Linked DNA regions of Mus musculus: region 2 is linked to region 1. Evidence: chromatin contacts called from public Hi-C data. All regions are on one chromosome and are shown on one strand. The core of a region is the stretch at or near the end of the contact, and the rest is flanking DNA. Distances in the headings are between cores, read along the strand shown. Region 1 has its middle 69 kb from the start of Gm30799. Region 2 overlaps Sipa1l1 (signal-induced proliferation-associated 1 like 1).

Region 1 (5,725 bases), core at 2,523-5,022:
CACAGGAGAGAGGATGTTCTGCTAAAGCAAGCTCATGAAGTGACATGCGATGAAAGATTCGTTGCTAACGACATGCATGTAGTGGTCTGCCTTACATTGTGTAGTTGAGCTGCATTTGTCAGGACTCCATAGAGAGAAATGCACCAAAAACCTTCTGGTGATGTGCTGCTGTTTCTTGCTGCTTCTATGTACTTACACTGATTGGCAGAGTGATGTCAGCTGAGACAGACACGCACGCTGAGGCAAGGCACATGCTCAGCAAGGCATGTGGAGGACATGTGATGTTTGGAGAGTATACAAAGGATTTGACAGACGGTGATGGGGGCTAAGATAGGCTTGCTTATATAGCTAGTTGTGCAACACTTGTTGGTCTCAAGTCTCCGCTGATCTTCGCTTTCCTGAGAGAGGCACAGCCAAGAGTTTTTGCTGTTGTTCTTGCTGATCCTGATTCTACTGAACTGGACTGCTGGTGTATCTATGAAGTGACTCCATCTGCCACTGCTAACCTGTGAATTGATCTGTGGAGTTCCAGACAACACAGATGGGAATTGCTCCAAAGAACTTTTCTAAACAGGTCCACTTCCCCCATATCCTTTCTTTCCCCACTACCTCTGGAGAGTGGTGGGCTACAAGAATCATCATTAAAAACAAGGTTTGAAAAAAATTAAAGTTACAGGCATTTCCTCGTCTTCAGTTTTTGTTTTGGAATAGTAATGAGTTCCATCACTTCCAGAAAATGGCAGGAAACAGCATGCTAGCTCAACAGGAAGGTTTGTTTTACCTGACTCTATTGTGCTTTCCTCTGGGGCCTGGTATGGTTAAATCCGTATCTTACCATCCTAGCAGAAGGGACCAAGGCACCAGTAGCCAGATGCACATGTGTGACTCTTGAATTCCTTGAGTTTAGTGAGACTACCATGGTATAAGCATGGCACTGTGTTGAAATACCAACAGTCACACAGGGAAATTACATTAACTTGCTAATTAATCAAATTAGGAAGTATGAGGGAACCTAAAGCAAATATACAGTATGTTTTGGAGCTTAAAGGTCCAGACATTATCACTGGGCAGGAAATCAAGGTTTTAGGAGGGTTAGTCTCCAGGGGATCCCTGGGAAACCCATTCTGTCTCTTCTGTGTTCTCATCTCTGGGAGCTTTCCTTGATTTTGGGGACACAATATCTGCAACATCTCCTTCTGTCTTTACTTATACACCCTTTGCAGTCTTATTTTAAGGATACGTATGATTGGCCATAGAGTCCATACTCCAAGTCTAGGATAGTCCTGTCTCTGGAAGCTCTCCTATCTCATTTGTAAAGACCACTTCTGGTCTGACATGATGTGGGCATCTTTGCGGGGATATGTCCAGCCTCTCTTGGGCAGCATCATCCTGGAGCATGGATGTGGGACGGTAGCTCCCACTTCTCAGGTTCCTGACCATTCAAGAGTAGACATTACCTAATACACTAGTTCTGAGTCAATTCTAAAAGCCCGAGCAACGCTTTTCAGTCTTCTTGTGCCCAATTCCCTGTGTGCTCAGCCTACAAGAGAGTTTCTATTCTGTGCAACTAAATCTCCTATCGCTCAAATCCAGTCTCCAGTTCAAGTCCACACATTGACACATCTGATTCTGTTTATCCCATAGACCTTTATTACATGAATATCTGTGTAGCCAGACAACACACTTACTATGCCAACTTCTCAAATTATTTATTTAGAAACAGGGCCTGGCAGTCATTCAGCTCTTTGAGCCATGTGGTTATTGTGATGGGTGGAACACAGCGAAGGTGGTCTATGGGTATAATGTGAATCTAACCAATACAATGAAATAACTTGAGAGGTTTATTCCAGTAAATCTTGACTCTACCCCCTGTCCTTCTCCCCACTCCTATGTACGGCAAAGTCTGTGCATATATAGTGAAATGGATTGTATGACCCCATGGTGGCTTCAGTGGGGGAAGGAAAGACAAGTCCTCAGACACCTACCCGTTCAACACCCTGCTGTCACCACGGCTCTCCCCTGTGACTGGATGCTCCGGGCTGTCTCTTCTGAGATGTCCACCACTGGACTTGATGTCCCACACATTCCGGCATCAGCACCTCTGCCTTCCTGCCCTTAGACAGTCAGGCAACTCTGGGTCCCTGAGGGCCCACACTAGCCAGCAGGGATGAGAGTCACTGCCTCTCGCCGGACAACCGGTCTACCTGAGCCTCTCCTGCTCATTAGATGTGGAGGAAAGCCAGAGAGAACCAGGTTGGGACTTTTTTATTGGGTTTTGTTTTTATTTTTGCCTATAGCACATCCTACTGACATGATCATTCTGGAGAAGACAACTTCATGGCATGACCAGGCCTAAGAGAGAAGACATTCTATGCTGGAGAGAAACTCTATGGTCTCCCTCCTACAGATCTTGCCTTGATGACTAAAGGGAAGCTATTATAACTCGAGAAGTCTTTTCTTTCTGTAACATTTTATTGACATCAAGGAATTTGGCTGTGATCAATATTCTCAGTTCTAGGCAATACTCATTCTTCACTCCTATAACAATAAGTCCTATAACTCTGTAACTCAAGCCCAGCGACAGAAGGTTTCTGGGAACCAATTAAGGAGATGAGAGTACATCTGTGGAGCATTTGACAATAGTTCCTGTTACCCATTGCAATTGACTGGAATGATATTCATTACAGTTCAGTCATAGCTACTTTTAGATTTAGACAATTCACTCTCTGTGCTCTTGGTTACCGCCTACATCTAATAAAAGGTCCTTAGCAATTTGGTTTTAAGTTTTTCCTTCTGAAAAATGTTCTCTTCTATACCAAGAAGCATAATGTAGATCGACCACAGTTGCACGTTCAGTCATTCTATGATTTATTGAGCAATTACTATACTTCAGATCATGTGTTAGGCATTGAGGATCCAAAAATCAGAAAGTTTTCTATGTTCCTTTTAACTATCATTCAGTGGTGTACACTAAACATACAGATCTAGCATATGCTGATCATTATAATCCTATGACCTTATGACTTCACATATCATAAAGCACTAATCGAATTTCACAAACTACCCTCCTTTTTGTTTTCTTTTTAAAAAGACTTACTTGTTTTTATTTATTAATTAATTTATTTATTTTGTTTTTTTCTGAGACAGAGTTTCTCTGTATAGCCCTGGCTGTCCTGGAGCTCACTATGTAGACCAGGCTGGCCTCAAACTCAGAAATCCGCTTGCCTCTGCCTCCCGAGTGCTGGGATTAAAGGCGTGTGCCACCACGCCTGGCTCTTTTTTTTTTTTTTTTCCCCTGCAGGGACATCTGTGCATCCATGCAGGAAGTACCTTGGAAGGCCAGAAGAGAGTATCAGATATACTGGCACTGGAGTTACAGATAGTTGTAAGCTGTCATGTGGGTGCTAGGAACCAAACATGGGTCCTCTGCAAGAGCTACAAGGGCTCTTCAGTGCTGAGCCATCTCTCCGGCCTCACAACACACTCTTAATAGCATCCATGTATGAGCTGGGCCCTACACTGTCGCTAAGGCGAGAAGTAGATCATTTTCTCTGGGCGGTGTTTCATCCTGAGCCTCACGGGCCGTTAAGCCAACAAGACAAATCTCCTTCAAAGACAGCAGCACCAAGTTTGCAAGCTTGGACTTCTTTTCTTTTAACTTGGTCTACCCACAGGAAGCAGCAGCTGTCGTAAGAAGAATAAAGTAATAGAGCCAAACGTTCTATTTGACCGGCAGCTGCATAAAGTTAGGTCGAGGCTCTGCGGACCCCAAGGAGGAAGTGACTAAGGCACGAAGTCAGAGTTCTGAAGTGTTCCACACAGCAGGCCTCTTCAAACCCAGGCTCCACACTGGGCCGAATCACTGAATCTCTTCCAACTGCACTGCCGAGCAAACACAGAAATTTTATGTATCTCAAGGTAGATGGTTGAAAATGCTTTTCGTTCCTCACCCCTGTGTGCAAGGCTTTGTCAATGACCTGCTGAGTCATATTTGGCAAGTTCAGAGTCTCTCTTGTTCCCCTGGGAAAAAATATGGGTTGTGCAAGGCTTGAAGACATTTTACTTGCAAAAGCCATGTAGGCATATGAATACAATAAAAAACTATGTAGTCATATGAATACAGAGGGCATTTATATATACACATAATTCAATTTTAAAATTCTTTAAATTTCTAAACTTTAATTATCATTGTGTAAGTGATGTGGAATGGAGCACACATGCCACCATGCATGTATGGAAGGCAGAGGGGAAATACCTCCGGATTGCCTCAGCCCGCCGGTCGCTCCAGCAATGTCAAGGAGACCTTTTTAACTATTATGAAAGCTTGGCTGTAGCTTGGCAGACTCTCAACTAGCTCATCTAAGTAAATCTTACCATTTCCTCGTTCTTGCATGCGGTTTGTTACCTACCACTCCTCAGTACCAGCACCTATTCCTTCCTCTGAGTCTGGCTGGTGATCTTCTTTTCCAGAGAAAAGGGCTGGTGAAGGCTCTTTCCCAGAGTTCCTCTCTGTGCCTGGATGTCCCGCCTTTCTCCTTCTGCCTTGCTATAGGCCGTTCAGCTCTTCCTTAAGCCAATAAGAGGGTGATGAAGAAGATATTTACAGAACACTGAGACAGGCGATACCTCACATACAGTGCACGTGAGATTTTCCCAACAGGAAACTTTGTAAGATTGGTTCTCTCCTTCCATTTTTATGAAGGCTTTAGATGTTGTTGAAGTCAGGTAGCTAGGACTACTCCACCAAGAGCCTTTACTGGCTAAGCCATCCCACCAATCCAAAAACATTCTTTCCTTTAAAATAATTCAGTTTTAAGTTTTCATTTTTACTAATTTGTGTGCATGTGTTTATGTACATGTGTGTGCAGTGCCCACAGAGCACACAAAATACTTTGTTGCTAGGAACTGAATTCTAACTCTGTGAAAGAATGGTAAGTACTCGTAACCATTGATTCATCTCTGCAGTCTCCCAGAATATATTTTTATTGGAGGTTTGTGGGGTCCAGTGGTGGACACCTTTAATCCTAACACACAGGAGGGAGAGGCAGGAATATCTCTGTGACTTCAAGACCATCCTGATCTACATAGTGTGTTCTAATTCAGTCAGGGCTATATAATGAGACCCACTTTTTAAAAATTCAATCTGGGGGTGGCTAACACGTTGGCTCAGTGGCTAGAAGCACTTGATACTCTTGTAGCAGGCAAGGGTTCAAGTTTCAAAACCCATATGACAGTTCACAAGTGTCTGAAATTCCACTCCCAGAGAATGTGATGTTCTCTTCTGGCCTCCAAAGGTACTGCATGCACATGGGGCATATACCCACACAGAGGCAAAATGTACACATAAAATCAATCAATAAAAAACATTTTGTTATAACTTGTTCTTCACTAGCACAAAAAGCTCTTGGAAAAGGATTATTTACACCATTCTAATACCTACCATGGAAGTTATAACAAGGCTGTCTATTCTCCCCCACCCCCCGAGAATTCTTGCTCACAGTAGGAAGTGCACATGTGGGGCCAAGCATCCTGGCAGCATCGTGAAGTCTCAGGAGTGCATTTGGACTTTTAGGGGGTAGGGGGGATGCGAATTTATATCCTTCACCAGATTGTTAAAGGTATGTGCCAACAGAAATACCAGGAACCACTGAAGTCCCTTCCTTTTTCTCTGAGTTTAGCTAACAGCTCTAGTCATGCCCCAGAGTCGAGAGAACTTATATAATTT
Region 2 (6,387 bases), core at 3,659-6,158, 300 kb after region 1:
CATTGATGCCTAAGCCAGAAGATGGTGTCAGATACCTTGCAACTGGACTCACATATGGTTATGAGCAGCTGTGTGGGTGCTGAGAACTGAACTTTGGTCTTTTGCAAGAGTGCCAGTGCTTTTGACTGCTGAGCCGTCCCTCCAGTCTTAAGTGTCTGCATTTTGATGATCATTTCCAGGTTGCCCAGCAGTTACACTGCCTGTCATCCAGCAAGCTGCTGAGGCTCCCTGTCCCCGTTCCTTGGCTGTTCCCAGGAACCCCCTCTTCGTTTTCTAGCCTCCTGGCAGGTGCATTTTGTTGGTCAATGGCAGTGATCCAGGCAGGTGCTTTGCCCACATTTATGGCTGAGGAGTCTAGCCCTGGAATGTTATAAGATCCGGTCAAAGACACGACCTTCAAGTAAAGTATATATTTAAGACTAGGGGTACTGGTGCATACCTTTAATCAGACAAGTGATCTCTTGAATTCCAGATTAGCCAGCGTTACATAGTAAGATAGTGCCATCTCAAAAGCAAACAAAAAAATTATTTTATCTTGTTATTCATTACTACATAATATTGATAACCCATGGTTAAAACATGATAAATCAATCTCATCCAGATCGATTGTGAGTACAGCTTCTCTCCCCCTGGGATGTAGGACTGGACAGAGCTCCAAGACCGGCCGAGCTCATGTCACTGTTTCACCCACCCAGCCTTGGTCTCATTCTGTGACCTAAGCCCCTGACTCCAGCCTGTCTTGTTTTTCAGTTCCATGCACTGTCCTCCCCGCAGTCCCCGTTCCCCACTACCCCTACCTCCCGGCGGGCCCTGCACAGGACTCTGTCAGATGAGAGCATTTACAGCAGCCAGAGGGAGCATTTCTTCACCTCCAGGGCTTCGCTTCTAGACCAAGCCCTGCCCAACGATGTCCTCTTCAGCAGTACCTACCCATCTCTCCCCAAGTCACTTCCACTGAGGAGGCCATCTTACACGTTGGGAATGAAGTCATTGCATGGTAAGTGTCCTGCAGTTGCAGCTTGGCAATCTTGTGTAGGGCCCATGGCCCAGTATGACAACCAGCCATTTGTTTTCTTAGGGGGTAGTTGAAGGAATTTCTACCTCTCCTTCATCTTTCAGCCCTCCCTCCCTCCTGTAATAACAGACCACTGTTCACCTCAGCATTGCTTGTCATAGGTCACTAGACCTTACCCAAGACCTGCTGAATTGACTTTGAAAGAATGGCCCAGGGATTGGTGTTCTTGTCAGATGTCCTAGCTGCTGAAATAGCATTGGGCAAATGAAGCTAAGTGAGATTAGTAGTTTCCTAGAGATGTATACTCTGCTGCCTTCAGCTGCTGAAAGATCCCAGTACATGAGAAGATTGCCCTCACTGTCTGCCACGCTCATTCACTCACTACTCCAGCCAGCCAGCAGGAGATCCTCCAGGACGAGAATTAGGGATCCTGACACCTCTAGAACCTAGCCTTTGGTCATATGTGTTGTCTTACTTTGTGGCCTAACTAGATCCCTATTTTATAACGGCCATGTTCTGGAACTTTAGACTTAAATGTTTTTCTTTCCTCTGCCTGCCCAAATCCACTCCAGGTCTCACCGTGCTGAATCCAATAGACACAGCAGCACATCTCATGCCTGACCCTTTGCTGTGCGCACCATTATAACCAGATTTCTCTCTGACTTTTCCCTTCTGAGAAATCTGCTGAAGCAATGGTGTAAATCAGACCCTTGTTTCTTTCCCCTTTGCTTGAGCTGTGTCTTCTAAACCTCAAGGAAGGCTGCACTTTCCTGAGCCCTCACTCACATGCATGAGAGTTCTCCCACATCTCCATCCTGCCATCCTGCCATGGGACATCAGGCTCCCTCACTACTCAGGGGTCAAGCCATCTTCCTCTGTTCCTTCCTCCACCCACCTACGGCTAACATGTGAAGTACTGCTCCCTGCTGCCACCACACTGGCGCAGCGGGTCCCAACCTTCCTAGAACTGCAGCCCTTCAATACAGTTCCTTATGCTTTGCTGACCCCAATCATAAAATTCTTTTCATTGCTGCTTCATAACTGTAATTTTGCTACTGCCATAGTCATGCTGTAAGTATATTTGGTGATAGAAGTTTGCCGGAGGAGTCACAACGCACACATTGAGAATCATTGCTGTAGGACAAGCCCTCTATGGAGGTCTCATACACTCTCACCTTTCACCCTCCATGCTGGGGCCAGTGCTCCCTTTACTCCTGTGATTCTGCCTTTCTTCTTTCCCTGCACTTTCCTTCAACCTTCACAGGCAATAAAAAGTACTGTCCCCGTCCCTGTGTGTGCACGCATGATCACGTGTCTGAGTGGGTCTAGCCCCTAGAGGGTTATCCACTTAGGGTCATTGACCCACTGAAGCAGACCCACAAAGAGCCATGAAGAAGGGAGGGGCACACGCCCCTGCTGTGCCCCTTCCTATCATCTGCTAGAAGCCAGGCAACCCCTGGAGATGCCTGTTCCATACTCAGCAGTCTTGGTTGCTGTCTACACTGGAATGTATGTGGGAGACAGATGTGGTCGTTTTGTTCCCTTCCCTAGATGGAGCCTGGGCATCAGGGATGGAAGGGCAGAAAGGTTCTAAGTGGCACACAGAATTACCTGTTGTGCCTCCATCCTTTTGGTGGGCTCAGTTAGACACAGCTGAGCCATGGATGTCTTGCAGAGTTTGCTGGTGTCCGTGGACTCAGTGCCTTTGCTCGGGTTAAGTTCATTAACAGCACAGCTGCGCTTCAGCACAGCTAAATACACCCTGGATTACCAGGCTGGCATCATAGGCATAACTCTCATCCTTTGTAAGTAAGTATCTCTGGAGCCACGTCACTTTGTAGTGAGTTCTGCTTAGCTCCCTGTTTGCAGGGGTTTAGTGCTACAGCACATTTGAGGGGTGCCCACGTGGAGTTACATACTACGCCATATCCATCCTGGCTGCCACCACTCAAAGACCTCCCTGCTTCCCACTTGTCTGCCTCCACCCTCAGCAGCAGCAGAATGTCCTCTTGTGGCCCAGGTGGCCCTTGGTACTCAAAGCAAAGATTTTTTTTTTTCATTGTCAGCTGTTGAGGGTTTAATGTTTGCAGTGAATAACCTTTGCCATAGAAAAAAATGGTTGATGGATTTGATTGCTACGATGTTGCTAATCAGGATATCATTCAGGTGCTAACCTAGGGCCCCCAGGGTGGAGAATAATGCCATGGCCCACTGAAAGTCCCTTCCAAGGCTGGCTCCTATGAGGGACTTAGCACTCTCCCTGTGATCTGGTCTACTATTCATACTCCTTGACTACATCCAGCCATGGACAGTAGACCATCCATCCCTGGGATATGGAGCACGGGTCAGGGATGTACTTATCCTTCACCTTCCGAAGCACAAAGCCCACAGAAGTTGGGAGCAGATCTTGGCTCATGGCCCAGATAGAAAGAAGTCCTGTTGCTCCTCTGATAGTTATCAGTATTTCTTGGCTATAACCACAGTTCAGTTTGCCATCAGACTAGGCCTCTTCTCCCCCGATGACTCTTGACACTGTGAGGGGAAGCTGACCACTAAAGCTACCCTGCCTTGCCCCCATGTCCCACTGAGAATAGGCCACTCATCCACAGCAGACCTACATATGGCCTCAATAAGTTTCTTATGACTCACATTCTTGGGGGAGAGTTGGTGGGAAGTATTTTTGAGATGCAAAGAAACTGGAGGAAGCCAGGTTAGCTTCAGAAAGGCCACTACTGGCCTGCTGGAGTAGACCTTGATTCCATCTGCACATGGCTTACACTTGTACTCTGGTAACAGGAGATAAATAAGTTCTTCGGTGCGTCTGCTGTGGTCACACATGTTATCCTGTTGTCTCCTTTGTAGGAGAGTTCTCTGCCTCGGACAGCTCCCTCACCGACATCCAGGAGACCCGAAGGCAGCCTATCCCTGACCCTGGCCTGATGCCCCTGCCTGATGCAGCTTCAGATTTGGACTGGTCCAACCTAGTAGATGCCGCCAAAGCCTATGAGGGTGAGTGAGGTTGCTAACGACCCACATAAGCCATCAGAATCCTGAAGGCCAAGCCACGGGGTGCCAGGGTTTATGATAAGGTCTGACCAGCTTGCCACCCTGGGCACACTGACAGTAAATGTGCTTCACGGGTACATCTGGACCCCAGAGCCAAAGCTCATGGCTCTGAGCTATAGTCGGGTCAGATGCTGGGCTGGGAGCATTTTATTCATTCAGATGGACCCTGATGCTTCTTTTCTACAAAACTCATGAGACTCCTGTGGCTTGTAAATGTCGCAGTCCCTATGATACTCTGGCCTATAGAAACCAGGGACTAAACAGAAGGCAATGTGTGTTGACATTGGCTATCTACTATCTGTTCTTTAGGAAAGAGTGACTTTGGTACAAGATTATACTTTCAAATTTTTTGATGCTAAGAAGTTCTTTATAATGTCATGGCAGCAGAGTTATTGCTCTTACGTAGACGAATTGAAAGTGACTTTATCTGGTTTCAGTTTAGACCATGGGTTTACTAGGCCACAGAATTCAGAAAGAGCAACCATGGATAGTGATGGCTGTCTTTGTTTGCCTTCCTTCCTTCTTTAGTTCATGGAAACTCCCTGATTCTAACCTATAACTGTGAGCTTTTCCAGCTGGTCTCTTTACTCCCCAAAATAATGACTCTGAGACTGAATTATTTTATGAATACATGCCTAGAGGCCAAAGGCTTTGGGTCGTTCCCATTAGCTCGTAACTGATTTATCCCATTTGTTCTGTTCCCAGTCCAGGAATAGAATAGTCCACATGGCTAGTTACCGCCCCCTCAGAGTCATGTGACCATCTTCCTCAGTTTGGGGTGAATCTTGCCTCCACATGACTCCATCCCAGAATCTTCTCTCTGTGCTGGAACTTCCCTATTTCCTGTGAAGTTAATAAGTCAACAGCATGTTACTGACAGGTGATGCTGCCATACACTGCACAAGAAATTCTCTCTATATTTTCTCTTTTCAGCCCAATAAAGCACTCTTTCTCTTACAATAATAAATGTTATATACTAATAACAATTATGAGAACTATCAGGTAAGATTTACATTCACAGTGTCCAGTCCATATGCTTTCGGCAACCTTGGAGAAAGTATTCTATCACTCTTGTTTTTGTAGGTTCAGAGTTATAGACCTAAATCAGTTTCTATCATAATTTGTACTACTAACCTAAAACATCTTCTTAGACTTGAGAACATCTTCTTAAACCCTGTACAACCTAAGCTTAAGCCGGGCGTGGTGGCGCATGCCTTTAATCCCAGCACTTGGGAGGGGCAGAAGCAGATGGGTTTCTGAGTTTGAGGCCAGCCTGGTTTACAAAGTGAGTTCCAGGACAGCCAGGGCTACACAGAGAAACCTGTCTCAAAGAAAAACAAAACAAAACAACCTAAGCTTAATTTTGAGACTATTACTATCTAGTCCTCATCCCCACCACAGACTTGAGAATCTGTGTATACATAGCTGAGTATGCAGGAAGTGCAGGCAAGCAGCTTACAAAACTATGGACATGACAGAAAAAGTTGCTGCCTCTACAGGCCCCCAGAATCACTCTGCAATGTTGAGCGTCCATCGTCAGCCTCTGGCACAGACTATCTTAACATACTTTCTTGGAAGTGGGAAATATGAAAGACTTGCCTACCGTGTCCTTGAAAAGCGAGGCAGTGGACTTCCTTGTGTCTTGTTTGTTCAGTTTGGACAACATACTGTATGCTGCTGAAGCAAGGACAGTGTCTTGGCCAGTGGTACAATTGAAGCAAACTCTGTAAGAGCTTCATTGATGTCAGCATCTTTGAAGTAAAATGAGGATACTGCCAGGAGCAGACCTGTCTCATTGTCAAAAACAACAACAACAAATATTAATAAAGCATCTTTCAATGCCATGTCCTATAGATCTTTGACATTTTTGAAAACCATTTATCTATCTATAGTATATCTGAATGGCAAATGTTGCTTTTTTTTCTAGCTATTTACTATCTGTTCAACCTTGAAAACATATTTCTATACTTAACATGACCATGAATTTAATTGTCTATTAACTTGCATTTCTAAATTATCCTAAACAGTTTGTAACAGCAGCTTTTTTTTTTGGGGGGGGGTTGGTTTTTCGAGACAGGGTTATTCTGTATAGCCCTAGCTGTCCTGGAACTCATTCTATAGACCAGGCTGGCCTCTAACTCAGAGATCCGCCTGCCTCTGCCTCCCAACTGCTGAGATTAAAGGCGTAGAACTTAACATTGCATTTTTTAGGATTACACAGGTACAATACATTGAAAATAATTGATACATAGTATGTTGTAACCAAATATAACCTTAAGTTTATATTAATATGCAAAAATCTATAC

Evidence for each region. A called contact is a pair of places that touch in the nucleus more often than the background predicts.
Region 2: a contact with region 1 is called in a Hi-C map of uterus, with 3 times the contacts expected there. The contact joins two enhancer-like sites. A contact is called at or near these places in 2 of 484 Hi-C or Micro-C datasets (embryonic stem cells and uterus) and 1 of 9 other capture datasets (embryonic stem cells).

The regions. Positions count from the first base shown.
Region 1 is chr12:82,135,674-82,141,398 of GRCm38.p6, forward strand. No RefSeq gene overlaps it. Among named protein-coding and RNA genes, the nearest start is that of Gm30799, 69 kb to the left of the region's middle. Within about 2 kb of position 3,773, at least 36 of the 459 cell types and tissues checked have an H3K27ac peak or open chromatin away from gene starts, as enhancers often do. A contact at or near this core is called in uterus, where this site is marked.
Region 2 is chr12:82,436,938-82,443,324 of GRCm38.p6, forward strand. Sipa1l1 (signal-induced proliferation-associated 1 like 1) reads left to right here. Exons shown (of 21, transcript NM_172579.3): 17 at 751-997; 18 at 3,878-4,024. It overlaps Gm51987 (a long non-coding RNA gene), which reads right to left. Exons shown (of 3, transcript XR_003950209.1): 3 at 5,686-5,868. Among named protein-coding and RNA genes, the nearest start is that of Gm51987, 6.3 kb to the right of the region's middle. Within about 2 kb of position 4,909, at least 5 of the 459 cell types and tissues checked have an H3K27ac peak or open chromatin away from gene starts, as enhancers often do. A contact at or near this core is called in uterus, where this site is marked.